Regions from separate parts of the Anas platyrhynchos genome. Here region 2 is linked to region 1. Evidence: chromatin contacts called from public Hi-C data. All regions are on one chromosome and are shown on one strand. Each heading gives the region's core, a stretch centred on a gene start, on an enhancer-like site or on the middle of the called end of the contact. The rest is flanking DNA. Distances are from core to core; before and after follow the strand shown. Region 1 overlaps TESK2 (testis associated actin remodelling kinase 2). Region 2 holds the start of NASP (nuclear autoantigenic sperm protein).

What was found. Hi-C and Micro-C count contacts between places; a contact is called where the count stands out from the background.
Region 2: a contact with region 1 is called in a Hi-C map of skeletal muscle, with 2.2 times the contacts expected there. The contact joins the promoter of NASP here to the enhancer-like site in region 1. A contact is called at or near these places in 4 of 8 Hi-C or Micro-C datasets (liver, skeletal muscle and subcutaneous adipose tissue).

What each region holds. Positions count from the first base shown.
Region 1 is chr8:29,750,054-29,756,860 of IASCAAS_PekinDuck_T2T, reverse strand. TESK2 (testis associated actin remodelling kinase 2) reads left to right here. Exons shown (of 10, transcript XM_072041727.1): 5 at 742-824; 6 at 2,755-2,830; 7 at 4,470-4,553; 8 at 5,655-5,741. Among named protein-coding and RNA genes, the nearest start is that of TOE1, 19 kb to the right of the region's middle. Within about 2 kb of position 4,785, at least 1 of the 8 cell types and tissues checked has an H3K27ac peak or open chromatin away from gene starts, as enhancers often do.
Region 2 is chr8:29,889,267-29,896,334 of IASCAAS_PekinDuck_T2T, reverse strand. NASP (nuclear autoantigenic sperm protein) reads right to left here and starts at 2,254. Exons shown (of 14, transcript XM_027463196.3): 1 at 2,080-2,254; 2 at 959-1,009; 3 at 312-422. The coding sequence starts at 2,141. It overlaps AKR1A1 (aldo-keto reductase family 1 member A1), which reads right to left. Exons shown (of 11, transcript XM_027463205.3): 11 at 3,844-4,445. The coding sequence ends at 4,380.

The DNA.
Region 1 (6,807 bases), core at 3,536-6,035:
TGTCGGAGTTGTAAATAAAAGCAACAAATATAAATTGGTAATACCCTGCATGTGATGTGAGGCTGCCAGACCAGAATTATTTGTGTGTCCTTAAATTGCCCTCCCTCCTGACACTGGAGGAGGCATATGAAAGGAAAAGATTGACAGCTTTTTCTTATTATCGTTTTCCCTTAAATCAGGTTTATGGTGTACTGTGGAATAAAGAATTTGATTTTGAGACTTTAAAAGCACGTGTGACTCTGCAGCATCTTGCATTTTCTGATGGTAATCTGTTGTAAAGCAGAAAGTTTCTTTTAAGTAACTAATATAGCAAAATATACACAACCATTGTTCTGATAACCTTGTATTCTGGTCAGGTTCAGGATCTGAAAGGAAACTGAAGGTGTCATAGCAAACAGCACGTACTGCATACTTGAACAGTAAGGGAATTAAATCATCTTAATTCTTGCTAGGACCTAGCTGGGTATGTGCTGCCTATGACCGCCTGCTTTCTCAGCAAGTTTTTAAGTGGATTATTAACTAAGTGTAAGACTGTTTGCAGCATCTTAAGTTTGACAGACATGTGATTGTGCAGGGGGGAGGGTGGGGGAAAAGGGTGGTTGCTTTCAGAGAAAAGCTTCTCATGAACAAATGTCTTCCAAACAGTATCTTGTAATCTTGTTCCAGATTTAAAATAAATAAAACAAATGGTATATGGGTTTTCATGCACAGACAATAACAATCTGTTTGTTTTCCCCTCAGAATTGTTTAATAAAACACGATGAGAACGGATACTCAGCAATAGTGGGAGACTTCGGTTTAGCAGAGAAAATTCCAGATCACAGGTACGTGAACTAATCAAAATGTGGGGAGAGTTGCAATGTGCTTGCAGGTCACAAGCTCTATTAAGCCGAGTCCCCAGGCCCATTACTGCATTCTGATCTAAAACTTGCAACAAGAATAATTGGTCTTGATCTAGAACTGCAGGCTGGATGACCAGTGTACTAGTTATTGTCTGTTCTGTTTTAGTGGTGTCATTTATTTTTAAAAACTGTTCCAGTGAGTAAAGGATTTACCCAAGTTTTTCAGTAGATCTTCCAAGCAAGTATTAGGGAGTTTTGTTGTTTAAAAAAAAAATAATCTGGTTTGGGATGATTTTTATAATAAATGTCCTCTACTGATCCCAAACAACTCTAGCTCCTTTCCATTTTTCTAAACAACATTCAGTGGCATTCTATTAGTTTTCTATTTAACTACTGTGTTAGTTAAGATTCAGGTTGATAAAGAAGAGAGATAAAAATTAATACTGTTTAACAGTAGCTCAGCATTTTCATCTCCATGGGATGCAACTATGAACTTAACTCATTTGAGGAGTGCACAGGTGAGGTGACTGTCACAAGCTATTGTCATGATTTGCAATAGTCCTCTTGTCCTCCCTCTGTTAGGGAGGTCAAGGACAAGGATTTAATTGTCCTCTCATCTGTATATTGACATGTCTTTCAGAGTAGTCTGACTGTTAAATGTGCAGTCAAATATTCTCCAGTGTGTGCTTCAGTGTAAGATAAATAAAAGCCTTCCAGCTCTTCTAACTGCAGAGTAAACAATAAAAGCTGATCCCAGCTATGCACTGTTTTTAAACTGCGTGTATCCTAAACCTATAGCTTGGGAGGTCTGAAGGCTTGTTTTAATGTTGGTGAAATATTGATCTGAAAGTTTAACAAAGCGAACATCTAATTCCAAACTGCTGATAAGCGTAGTCAATGTGTATCTTGTACGCTCCTGTGGAATCTCTACCTTTTAAGGTTCTACTGAAAGCTTCAACTGTATCAATAGGAAGCCGTCAGAATCAGGAAGACATCAGTGTGGTTTTAATACCCAATTTTAAGATGTCTTGAAAACTGAGTATAGTAATAGCTAAATCAAATACCTTGATACTAAATAAATAAGATAATGAAAGTGTTGCAGCAGCCACACTTTCAGTCTGATCTAGCCTTACCATCATTTTCAAATGCAGTTATATTTTTTCCAGTTTTCTGGCTAGCAACCCATGGTTTTAGAGGCCTTCAGAGGCCTTTTCTTTGTAGGTGTTCGTTCAAGGACAGCTGGGGGACAAGCTTGATGCCTTTTTTAAGACCGTAGTCTTCAACCATATTAGAAACATTGCAGAGATGTCAAATCAGCTCTATTCTATGTACTTTTAACTTCTCCCTACTAAAAGATGTATCTGGTCAGTCTTGACTTTTTTTTTGTTTGACAAAATATGCAAGCAGGCTGTGCTGAATACTTTGGGAGCTGCCTATAGGTATACATGTAGGGATAATTGCATGTCCTGCTGAATTAATAGAGAATTTGACATCTGGCCAGAAACTGATCTCCACAAGCCTTTTTAAACATAGATGAAAGAATCCACTCTGCCAAGAGTTTGGAAAACAAAACTATTGAAATATGTGACCTGAAGATAAAAACAACTGGGGGGGGGGAAGCTCAGGCACTTAGGTACTGGAAATACAATATGTTGGGCAATTGACCTAGGCTTGCTTTCTCTTTCACCTTCTTCTCTTGCTATTAAATGTTCCAGTAACTACTGGAGGAAATTAGAGTAAAATGCAGTGTATTTCGGATCCCACCTGTATAGACTTCCCTATGGTGGAAGTTTCTACAGATGCTTGCAGTTACAGGAAGTTTATAGCAATGTATGAATCAGACCAGTTCATTAATGATTATTCTTTTCTCTCCTCCTGCTGCTCACCCTCCAATGTCTACGTCTACACATAGTGAAAAGTTACCAGTGGTGGGGTCACCCTTCTGGATGGCACCAGAAGTTCTCAGAGATGAACCTTACAATGAAAAGGTTGGTACGTGTAAATAGACTTCAGTTGTCACTTGTTTCTTTTCAGTATCTGTATACAAGACTTAAGATTTCCATAATATTATTGTTATTTTTTCATTTGTCACATTCCTATACTAGGTAGGTCATTCAGACTGAGGGAGAGTGTGAGTCAAACAGCTAATAATTGTAATTCATGGAATAGTTTCTTAAGCAGAAATAGAAGTACCTTTAGCATAATTCACTGTTAGGCTGTTTCCATTCTGAAACACCCCATGTGCAGAAATGTGATAATGACTTGTCTACCTAACACAGCTTGATTTAACCAGGTCTTGTGAGAAATGTCTGGTGATACTTGGTGCAGGTTACTTTCCTGACAATGGGTTAGTGACCTCTTGGTAAAAATAAGAGGTCTGTAAATTTGTACAATTACTTTAATTAAAAAAAATAATAATAATCAACAGTACTCAAAGGTGATGTGCCTGGATAAAAAAAAATGTTCTCCAAAGGTATTTCTTACATTTTTTTTTCTATTGGTGGCACTGGAAAATGTTTCTTTTAGTGGAGCATCAGATCACACTAGGCTCTAGAAATAGTATTTTTCTATCAAGTTGTTCTTTACACAGGGTTTCCTCTGTCATGTGCAAAGATGTTCTCTAAAACACAGTGTAGTTCAGCCCTGCAAGAGCAACTTTTCATGTTAAAGCCCACATCCTGTACCTTTTTTTAGCTAGTAGTCAATATCTGTTTAATTGTTGGTACTTGAAACGAAGAGGAAGGCAGTAGCAACCGCAGTGATAAATGTGGTCATTACTATTTCAAAGCTTTGAGAGTTCCCGTTGACCTAAATTAATAATAAAGTACCCAGATATGGTGCCACGTTCTTCACTGACCCTAGGGCATGGGAGACTAAGGAGGAAGCAGGTCTCTATCAGTGTGAAAGGTAGCATATAAGCCTGCCTTGTACCAGAAGGCTGAGGGATGCCAGTTTCTGTTCTGTAGACCTTTATTGTATGCTTTCCCAAATTGTATTACTTGGTAAATTCAGGTGGGTGGAAATCTGAGGAACTGTGCAGCTCCAGGGATACTCAGATAAGTGATTACTAAGCAGCATGGAAATTTCAATGGAAAAGGAGGCGGGTATACAATGTTAGTAGGTGTCTCAAGCTTTGGGAGATTCTTTTCTCCAGAGGTGCTGAACTGTGAGAAAAGGGGGAAAAAAAGTACATTTTCTCTGAAGAGCAGCATTAATATTCTGGATAAACTGTGTGCATGTGAATTTTAAACCCCTCTTTCTAACCACAGTGATACATAGGCATGTCATATTTTGGCTGTGTTTTTAATTACTCCCATCTGTAAGACATCAAATGCAACTTTACCATTCTTTATGCAAGGAAAGATTTTTATGTTGCTGATTTAATAGTAGCTTTTTTTTTTTTTTTGAAAGAGTTTTAAAATCATCATTGCTATTTGTGCTGCAGCGGGGTTTTACTGTAAGCATATGTTTCTTCACATGGAAAATATTAGTTATAGTGCAGTTGTAAGGCTGTGGTGTTGGTTTAGTTGTTCTCGATAACCAGTTGGGGGTAAGGAGGAACGCAGTAGCAGATAAGAATAGTGTATTCATAGCTGAACCATGTAGCTATTTATTTTTTCCTCCTAGGCGGATGTGTTCTCCTATGGTATAATTCTGTGTGAGATTATAGCAAGAATACAGGCAGATCCAGACTATCTCCCTCGCACAGAGGTAAGTGGTTACGTTCATCGTGTTGGTGGGAGGTGGTAAATATGCCATGATAATGGCTGGCCTTTAGGTCTTCTGGCACTGCTGCCAAAGATAGGATGAATAGTTCTTACACTAAAAAGAGCCTGTAACAGGCCTTTGTATTCCATGCTGTTGTAAGAAGCTCCCTCAAAGATGTTTTGACACAGACTTCGTGCAGCAGCAGTCATCAGAAATCCTTTCAGAAGCTCTAGACCTGTCCTGAACTGTTAGAACATTGAGGGTGTTGCAGGACTTTCCTTTTGTAGTGTGATAGCTCATGCAGATTCTTGCTGGATTCAGAACAGAGCACTGCTGATGTACTGCATCCTCTAAGTAGCCCTGCCTTGTGAAAGGGGCAGGAGCTAAAATAAGCTCACCCTTATTTTTACATACACAGTACTAAGCATTGTTAATCTGAGCTAAAATTGACTAATCAGAGGAGATGCCACATCTTTCTTCAGTTGCCTTTTGGCTGCGTCCCATCTGCAAGGCAGCTTTTGGCCCTCCATAGGGGTCTTCCAAATTGCCTGTCCATCTCCAGTTCTGAAAATGCTTGTATTGAACCACAATAAGTAAGAGATCCTTTTGTTTTTCTTTCCTTCAGATCTTCTTATAGAAATGCATTTAAGGAACTGGGTAATTTGTAACACCAGCCTAGTAGTACCATGTACTGAAAAATTAACTACTTTAATTGGTGAATTTTCATCATAGTGAAGCCTCTGGTTTTACAGCAGGCTGTTAATTTACACTATGAAAATCAAGGTGAAACTTGATAGTGTAGGATATTGCTTCCAGATCCACATGGGCAACACTTCAAGTGCAATGAATTGCAGTTGAATCCAGGAAGAAGAATGGGCTTTGAAGTCAGCTCATTCTCTTACAGGTATCTTGTATCAAATAAATCCCAATGGGAGTGATGCAGTTTGGAGTGTGCATGAAGTTTTCTCAAAACCCACTGTATGTGGCTGCTCAGGGGTAGTGTTCATGGTTATTCCATGTAGGGACACCCTCAAAAAACATATTTTGGGCCAGTAGGAAGTCTCACATCTCTGCTCTCTATGGTGTTTTTTTTTGTTTGTACAGAATTTTGGATTAGATTATGATGCCTTCCAGCACATGGTGGGAGACTGTCCCCCTGACTTCCTCCAGCTGGCCTTCAACTGCTGTAACGTGAGTACCTTACCTGAAGGCGACAGGCCAAAATTGGAGTTAAATCCCTCTGGATTTTGAAGATAGAGCTTAAAGTGTGTACGGAGGAGACCTAAGCTGTGCACATTCTAAGAACCCAGAGTCCCTTGCATTTTTTTTGTATCCCTTCCTTTCTCCTTGCAAAAGAGTCTGACTTCTGCTTTTGTTGTTCCGTGTTCTGTCATGCCAAACAAACAGGTCTGGCACACTGAACAGCTTCTTGCAGGCTGCTCAGGCTGATCATAACCAGTTGTATGTTATTGACACTGGCTGGCCCTCGGGCTGACAAAATCCAGCTGTTATTGTGTACAGACCTACTGAGCTGTGAAGAAAGAATTCTGAGTTGTTCTCATAAACAGAGGGGACAAAATGGGGACAGGCAAATAAAGAGCAGGCCCTAAACTACTCTGAAGTTTCTATATGCTGCCTTTTGTAAAGAGGAATAACCCTGTAAATCCCAAGATTGTATTTAAAAAAAAAAAAAAAAACAAACACAAAACACACACAACCAAACAACAAAACAACAAAAAAGAAATATAACTTGAACCCAAGAACACAGGTGACTTAATAACAGTAAGGCCATAGGCAGTGTGCAGTATGGAGTAAATTTCTTCTTGTTATTTGAGTAAAAGGATGATAATGCTGGATACCTTAATGGCTCATCAGCATGAAAATATCAAGGAAGTGGATCCCTTTTGTGAATTATCTTATTAGAGAGGTTACTAATTCCTTTGGTAAACTGCTTAATCTGAAGTAAGAGAACCTGAGCTTCCAGAAACTTGGATGAAGCTAGGAATGTCACTGCTCACCTGAAACTGAGAGACCTTCTAGAATGCTTGCTGCACAAAGCTCTGCTCAGGACACCACAACCAAGCCTGTAATTAGCAAAAGCACCATGTCCTAGTGAGCATTTGTAAGAAAACTCTCAGAACAGGCTTTGTATTCCTGTCTGTTACTGATTTTCAGGCTTTGTTTTCATGTCAGCACTGCTGCTGAAAGAAGCAGTCTCATCTCTCCATTCTTCCAAGAGTTGTCGTTGCCCCATGCT
Region 2 (7,068 bases), core at 1,005-3,504, 140 kb before region 1:
AAAGAACGGGCAAGTTACACGACTCCTTTATTTTCACATTAACAGGCTACGTCAGAACTATGTAAGGCAAAATAAAATATCAAATCCTTTTTCCTTCCTAGAGAACTGCATTATCAATTATTATCATTATAAAAGCTGTCCCAGTTACACGGCAACTACAGTATTGTCCTACACCTAAGCACTCTCCTCAGTTGTGTTATAAATATAGCAACATACATAATGTAAAAACCTAAATCTCGTATGAACCACGTCAGTGTAGTCAACCTGAAAGCCAGCCCTTACAAAAACACACAAAACATTTTACTACTTACAGCAAGCTTGCAGCTTCCTGGAACGCATTAACAGCAGCTGGAATATTTCCCATTACCAAGTGTTTCTGTCCTAAACCCAATAGTTTCTTGGATTCTCCATCCACATCCATACTAGGAGAAAATCAGATGCAGGATTGTTAGTTTCCATAGTAATGAGAAAAGTACACGTCGGATTCATACCCAGCTCTCAAGACCTAGGCAGCTCAGTTTAAGTGAGCTGCAGACATTAACGTGACTGGCAGCACCGTAATTTTATTTTGAAGTCTGGACCACCTTCTGGTTTTGATGGTTAAGGACAAATAGGTTAATTCTAATAAATACTGGAAGAAGTGGCTGTCAGACACAGGCATGGCAAAGGAGGCTCAATACCAGGGGGCTGCACAGCAGTGTAACAGTGCTGCACAGGGCTTTGCCGGCTGCAAGAAGAGAAGAATAAGTGCAGGTTATGGCTTCTGACGATGCACCTGAGGAGACAGATGGATGCGAACCTTGGTTTTGGCTCAGCACCCCTCAAGCAGGGTGCTGCAGAGGGCACCTGTACCTCACGGCGGGACGTGAGGAGATGCCCACAGGGCAGCAGGACAAGGACAGCCACACACCCACGACCTCCCTCTCAAGGTGCCAGCAGCATCCTTAGCCTCACTCACCCGTCTGCTTTGTCGGCGGAGGTGGAGGGGGCGGCCAGTTCCTCTTCCATCCTGCAAGGGACAGGAGGAGCGGGGCGTCAGCATCGCCACAGCGGGGCTGAGGTGTGAGGCCGGGGGCCATAGCGGTGCCCAGACACCGCCGCCACCCCTCAGCGTTTTGGGGAGAGCGACAAGGTGTGGGGGTTAGTTATCGATTTATTTAAGCGTTAAGTCAGAGAGCGAGGGTTATTTATTTGTGTGTGTTATTTATTTAGATAAGAGAATGAGGGTTATTTATTTACGTGTGTTAGGTCAGAGACTGAGGGTTATTTGCATGCGTTAAGTCGAAGATTGAGGGTTATTTACTGATGTATTTATATGCATGAAGTCGAAGACTGAGCGTTATTTACTCATTTATATGCATTAAGTCCCAGACTGAGGGTTGTTTACATATTTACGTGTGTTAAGTCAAAGGCTGAGGGCTGTTTACCCGTTTATTTGTGCTAAATCAAAGACCGAGAGTTGTTTATCCGCGTTAAACCCAAGTCTGGGGGCTGCTCACTCATTTATTTGCGCTAAACCATGCTCTGATCGCTGTTTATTTGTTTATTGCCGCCAGAGCAGGGCCGCTGCCCGTCCCCTCACAGACAATGGCCCCTTCCCGCCTCACCGCCGCCCCGCCCCCGCCCTTGGCGCCAAACCCCGCCGGCGGCTCCTCACGGGCTGCCGGCCCCGCGCCACGTGACCGCTCCCCCCCCCCTTCCCCGACCCTCTCCGGGCAGGCTCAGCGGCGTCGGCTGCCCCCAACAAAGATGGCCGCGGCCGCGCGCGGGTCACGTGGTGCCTCGGCGCGAGCCGAGCGGGCCCAGCTGGCCGCGGCGGAGCGGGCCGGCACGTACCACCGCCCGCGGGGGGGGGGGGGGGGGGCACACAGGGGGAGGTGAGGGGGCACCGGGCCCAGCCAGCACCCCCTAAGCCACACGCTCACCCCCCCCCCCCGCCTCAAGGAAGCTCGCCCGCCGCCCCCAGCCCCCCCGTTGCTCTGTGAGGCGCACGGGAAGCGGCCCCCCTCACCCCCGCCGCCCCCCCCCCCCTCCTCCCGGCGCACCGCACGCGCGCAGCGGGCCCGGGGCCGGCCCTACCTAGTCGGGGAGGCCGACGCGGGCTCGACGCAAGGGGCGGCGGCGACGGCCGAGGATTGCATAGAAGCTGCTGGAGACAGGGGCGGCGGCGGCAGAGTGCAGACCCCTACCCCTCCGGCCGCCTATATACCTCCCAGGACACGCCCCGGCCCGCCTCGCGGCGCGCGCACGCAGCCTCCGGACTACAGCTCCCAGCATGCCGCGCGCCCACCCTCCGCCCGGCACTCAGGGCGCCGGCGCGCGAGGCTCGCTGGGAAATGTAGTCCCGAGAGGCGGCTGCCGCCGCTGCGCCGCGCTGCCCGCTGGGAAGTGTAGTGCGGAGCGAGGCGGGGAGGAGCGAAGGGAACGGGGTTCCGGCTGCCGCGGGGCGTGCTGGGAATTGTAGTCCGGGCCGCGGGGCGGACATCTTGCGAGTGAAATTACCTCAGGAATAAAATCACCTCAGGGAAAGCACAGCACGGACTGCGCTCCCCTCAGGGCGAAAATGGCCCGTCGGGTAGAGGCCTGACCCTGCTGTAACGGCTTTCTGGGCTGAGCAGAACCCAGCAGGGTTAGGAAACAGCAGGCACAGAAACTTTTCACATTTCACATAAAGATCACAGCAAGCAATAAACAAACTTGTTCCATCTGGCTGCACAGCATAAGGCCCAGGAGAGAAAACACTTGCAGAGACATTACACTTGAGGTGGATACACGGTTGTAACACAGACCTAGAGTAAAAGAGGTTATCCAAACTAAAACGATCTCATTCTTTCATTTTTGAGCTATCTGAATACAGAGGATTATTCTTCTGTTTGTTAGTGCTATGGGAAACGTAACAAATAATTGCTCTTTATTTCACTTACGGTCAATTAAGCTTTCTTTGTCCAGCAGCAAAACAGAAGTCATGCCCGCAACCATCTCCAAGTGGCAGCAGATCTGAAAGAGTCCCTTTGTTTTAATTCTGAGAGCCCTTTACAAACCCTTCCCTTGCTGCCATGCCTGCACCAAGGCAGGCGAGCATCCACCCTATTTTACAGGTAGAGAAACCCAAAACAAAGTATTAAATAACGCTGCTAAGGCCACAGATGGTATCGCTGTTGGAGCACCGGTATGTACTAAGACTTCGTGCTCTTGGTGCTCTGATGGCGTAACAATTCATTACAGGACTGAAACAAAATAAAAACTGCTGGTGGTAGAGCTCCAGCCCTGCACAATAGTGTATCAGCACTCTGTAAATTAGTCCTGCCACAGAGTAACACAGAGACTTGGCCAGTAGGAAAGTTGAGGCACAGAAAACGCAAATTCCTTGTCCAGCGTTAGCAGCAGGTCAGCAGTGGGAAGGGAAGCAGGACCAGCTCTCCCATATGCCAGCCCAGACAGCAGTCAACAAGAAGAGACATTAAAAGGGAAGGGGCCCTCTGACACTTTGTTTTGTTTTGTTTTTCTTTTATTGTATTATCAAGAACAAAATCTGTGATGTTCCAGAACTTGAACCGGACATCTTTGGTAAAGACACATTGGAGAAATTTATGGGAAAGGCAGGATGGATTTCTAAAGGACTTGCTAAAAAGTTATTCAGGCTTTTATGAGAGGATAATCAGAGATATTCCAGAGCTAGAACCTATCCATGTGACAAGCAACAGGAATGATTGCCCTGAAGGCCTGCTTCAGGTTACACATTTATTCCCCTCAAATCAACAGAAATTAAAAGAAAAAGAAAATAAAGAGGAGAGAGTTTAAGTCCCATGAGTATTCCAAAGGGGATAAAAAGCACTCAGCATGGATGATAACTTGGGTTTTAATGAACACTTTATAGACACAGTGCAACCGTAGCACATTTCACTTAATTCCCTGTATAAAAGATTAATGAAAATATTGAAGGTGATAACTGGGTAGTTGTTTAGTCTGAAAATGCTTTCATGCCTTCCCCTTTCCCCCCCCCCCCCATCATGGTAATAAAGATTTCAAAACCGTTCAACAGACAGAAAACACAAAGTATTGCCCTAGCCTGATAACGATGTGTGGAATTTCATTTAGAATCTCCCACTCTTTATCTAATGCCAAAAGACGTTATGTTTCCCAAGGCAAGCTGGTGGATTCATTACAATGACTGCAAACTCTGATAGGGAAGCTACAGGACCTTCAGAAGGAAGGTCAATTAAAAGCAGTACATTGTAAGAAAACCTTCCTTCCTGGGCAGGATTAATTTGGACTTTTTTTTGTTGTTGTTTGTTTTACAGTTTTGACAGATTATGGCACTCATTACTTTGTGGAAAAGTATGCAGAGGAGCACATTATTCTAACACCTTATTTTGCAGTTAATAGGGGTCATTGAAGGGGTAATGGGGGTGTCCAGCATCTCTTGGTACTGGCTTCCCATTCACCTGTGAAGTAAACAGACAGATGCATGTCAGAAAGATACAGACCCATTCGTACTCTTTTTCAAGTTTTGCATGGTTTCAACTTGTAAATCTTCATATCCCAAACATCTGGGAGCATCTTCCTGAGTTTAATCAAGAGCTGTTCCCTCCACCCCTAAGTCCTCTTGGTACTTCTTAAAAGATTTTTTTTTTTTTGTAGCCTAAAGCAAGAGTCTTTCTTCCAGCTACTTAGGCTTTTAAGAATTGAATTAAGAATAGTTAAGCCTTTTGCCTTGTAGCCATTACTGAATAAATGTTGCAACATGCACACTTCAAAACACTTCGCAGAAGTAAGCGCTTTTGCCCATCTTTCCATGACAGAGTTGTTGGGCTGCCAATTTTACGGATGGATATAATGAATCAAGTGTAGTAATTTGTTCAGGGCCATACACTGAAGCATTTACAGCATCACTGAAACAAAAAGTGCTACGAAGGAGCTAAGAACAAACTTCTTGTTTAAGAACACTTTCATGGCCAACCAGTTTCCCCAGCTGTAAAATGGGAGTACTGAAACTAACATTCATTGACAATTAAACAAAAGCTCCTGATGGCCCAAAAGCAGATGTAGCCAAGCAGAAGCCTCAGTTCCTACGGCCCACCTCCAGGCATTCACATGCATAAACTGCATTCCTAGATGCATCAAGTCTACTGCAACGCCCCCATTTACTAGGAGCTGGGGTAAAACCTTGTTCTGCAACCTATAATGTTTGAGGAAATTTAGATGCAGCATCAGCAAGAAGAAAAACCTCCCCTGATGGCAAACTAGCATCATTCGGCTAAAACTTTTACTCAGTCATTAAGCGCTTAATATAAGCAAATGTTAAGCGAATCATTGATTTTTATGCATTTAGGATTTTTGTATCACTGTGATGTTAGATATCACTCAAACTGTTATGGGGGCAAAGGGAATCACAGGTACTTTGAAACCAAGTATCCACTAGCAAGTCTATTAGCTTTCAGAATAAATCATGCATTTAAAAGCAACTTTACAACGAGAACTAGGGTAGAGTGAAAACAGTCACTTGGGGGCACTATAGAGCAGAAAACTAAGATGTTAAGGTTTAGTATTTGGTGCTCAGATTAAAATAAAAGCTGAAATTAAGCTGTTATCTGAAGGCAATCCTTAAAACAGTGGACAAAACTATCACAGTATCTTCACATTTCCTCATAGTTTCCTGAAAGCCAACAACTGCAAGTTCCCACAATTCACATTTCTCACCACAACCACCATTTCTTTCCCCTGCATATTTTCCCTACAAAAAACAGTTCTTCAGGTAAGCATTCTTGTTAGCAACATGTCAAAACAGCAGCTGCCAGAAGCAATGTTGCACATAGCTGCTTCCAATCTACCCCAGGAATCTGAAGGAGGAAGGGGGGCAAATCAGCAGTGAACACATTGATAGTTAGCTACTGCTGGTCCGGAAAAAAAAAAAAAAGAAAAGAAAAAAAGAAAGAGATCATGTGTACAACACCATCAGTCCTGTCCTGGCTTGCTAGTCATTCAAGTTTTGCTGCAGTATATTCTTTAAACAATTATGTTTCCAAAAGTTCGAATTTCAGGCTGGTACATGGTACAGTTGAACAATTTCCAGCCTCTACCCAGATAATGATCTGTTAAAAATATAAAGCATCTTAAATCGTCTATATGCAATAGCTTCACCTTGGACTTTGAGCAAAATGACAGCGTGGAGAAGAGTGGCACAACTGTCAAGACCTTCTGGTTATATACAAGCAAGGTAAAGCAAGGAAAATCTGTCTCGTCGGTTATGATAGGAGTGCTGCCACATCACACTTTGAAATCCAGACACTATAAATTAGATTCATAGAGGAGATAGGCATGAAAGGTTAGACAGGAATTTTAATTTACAGATGATGAAAATTCTTTCTGATAAGCCCAGAAGGGACGGGCAGGAGACAAAAGGTTCCACAGAGATATTACAGCTACAGTCGCATTTTAATTCTCCTCATCTTGCTTCTTCCTGCCTTGTTATCTGACAATATGGCAATATCTTTGAAGCCCAGCTGCATCACATTCACACCTTTTTCTAGTTGGACAGGCTAGTGCTTTGAACTGTATTTCATTTCTTTGTGAGTCATTGATCAGAACACATCTCCCGTGTATCAAAAGCGCATGAATTATCCCTGGATAGCCCAAGCCTGGCTACATTCTAAGTGTATTTTGCAGCTTTCCTACCAAAACAACTTTGTTTGCAGCACAAGTGGCAAAACACTTGAAACAGTCAGCAGCAGGTGTGCTTGTCACTACCACGTTCACATGCAAGAGCAGCCAAACTGGCTGTTTGAAGCACAGACTCCTGATGCATAAGCAAAGAGATAATTTTGATGGCAGGGATGTAGGGGTTATATTTACGCACACACTGAAGCAACCTTACAGTTAAAAGCATGGCCTTGAAGCTTTCACAAGACCCAGCACTGGGAACAGAGAAGGCTGTAACAAGTATCTACCTCCCCTTGATACAAAACAATGGTTCACTCAGGCTCACAATTTCTCTTTTCAAATTGTTAGATCACTGATCCGCTCTCAAGTAGTCTAGAAACGTCAACAAGAAATCCTGGAGAAATGCTT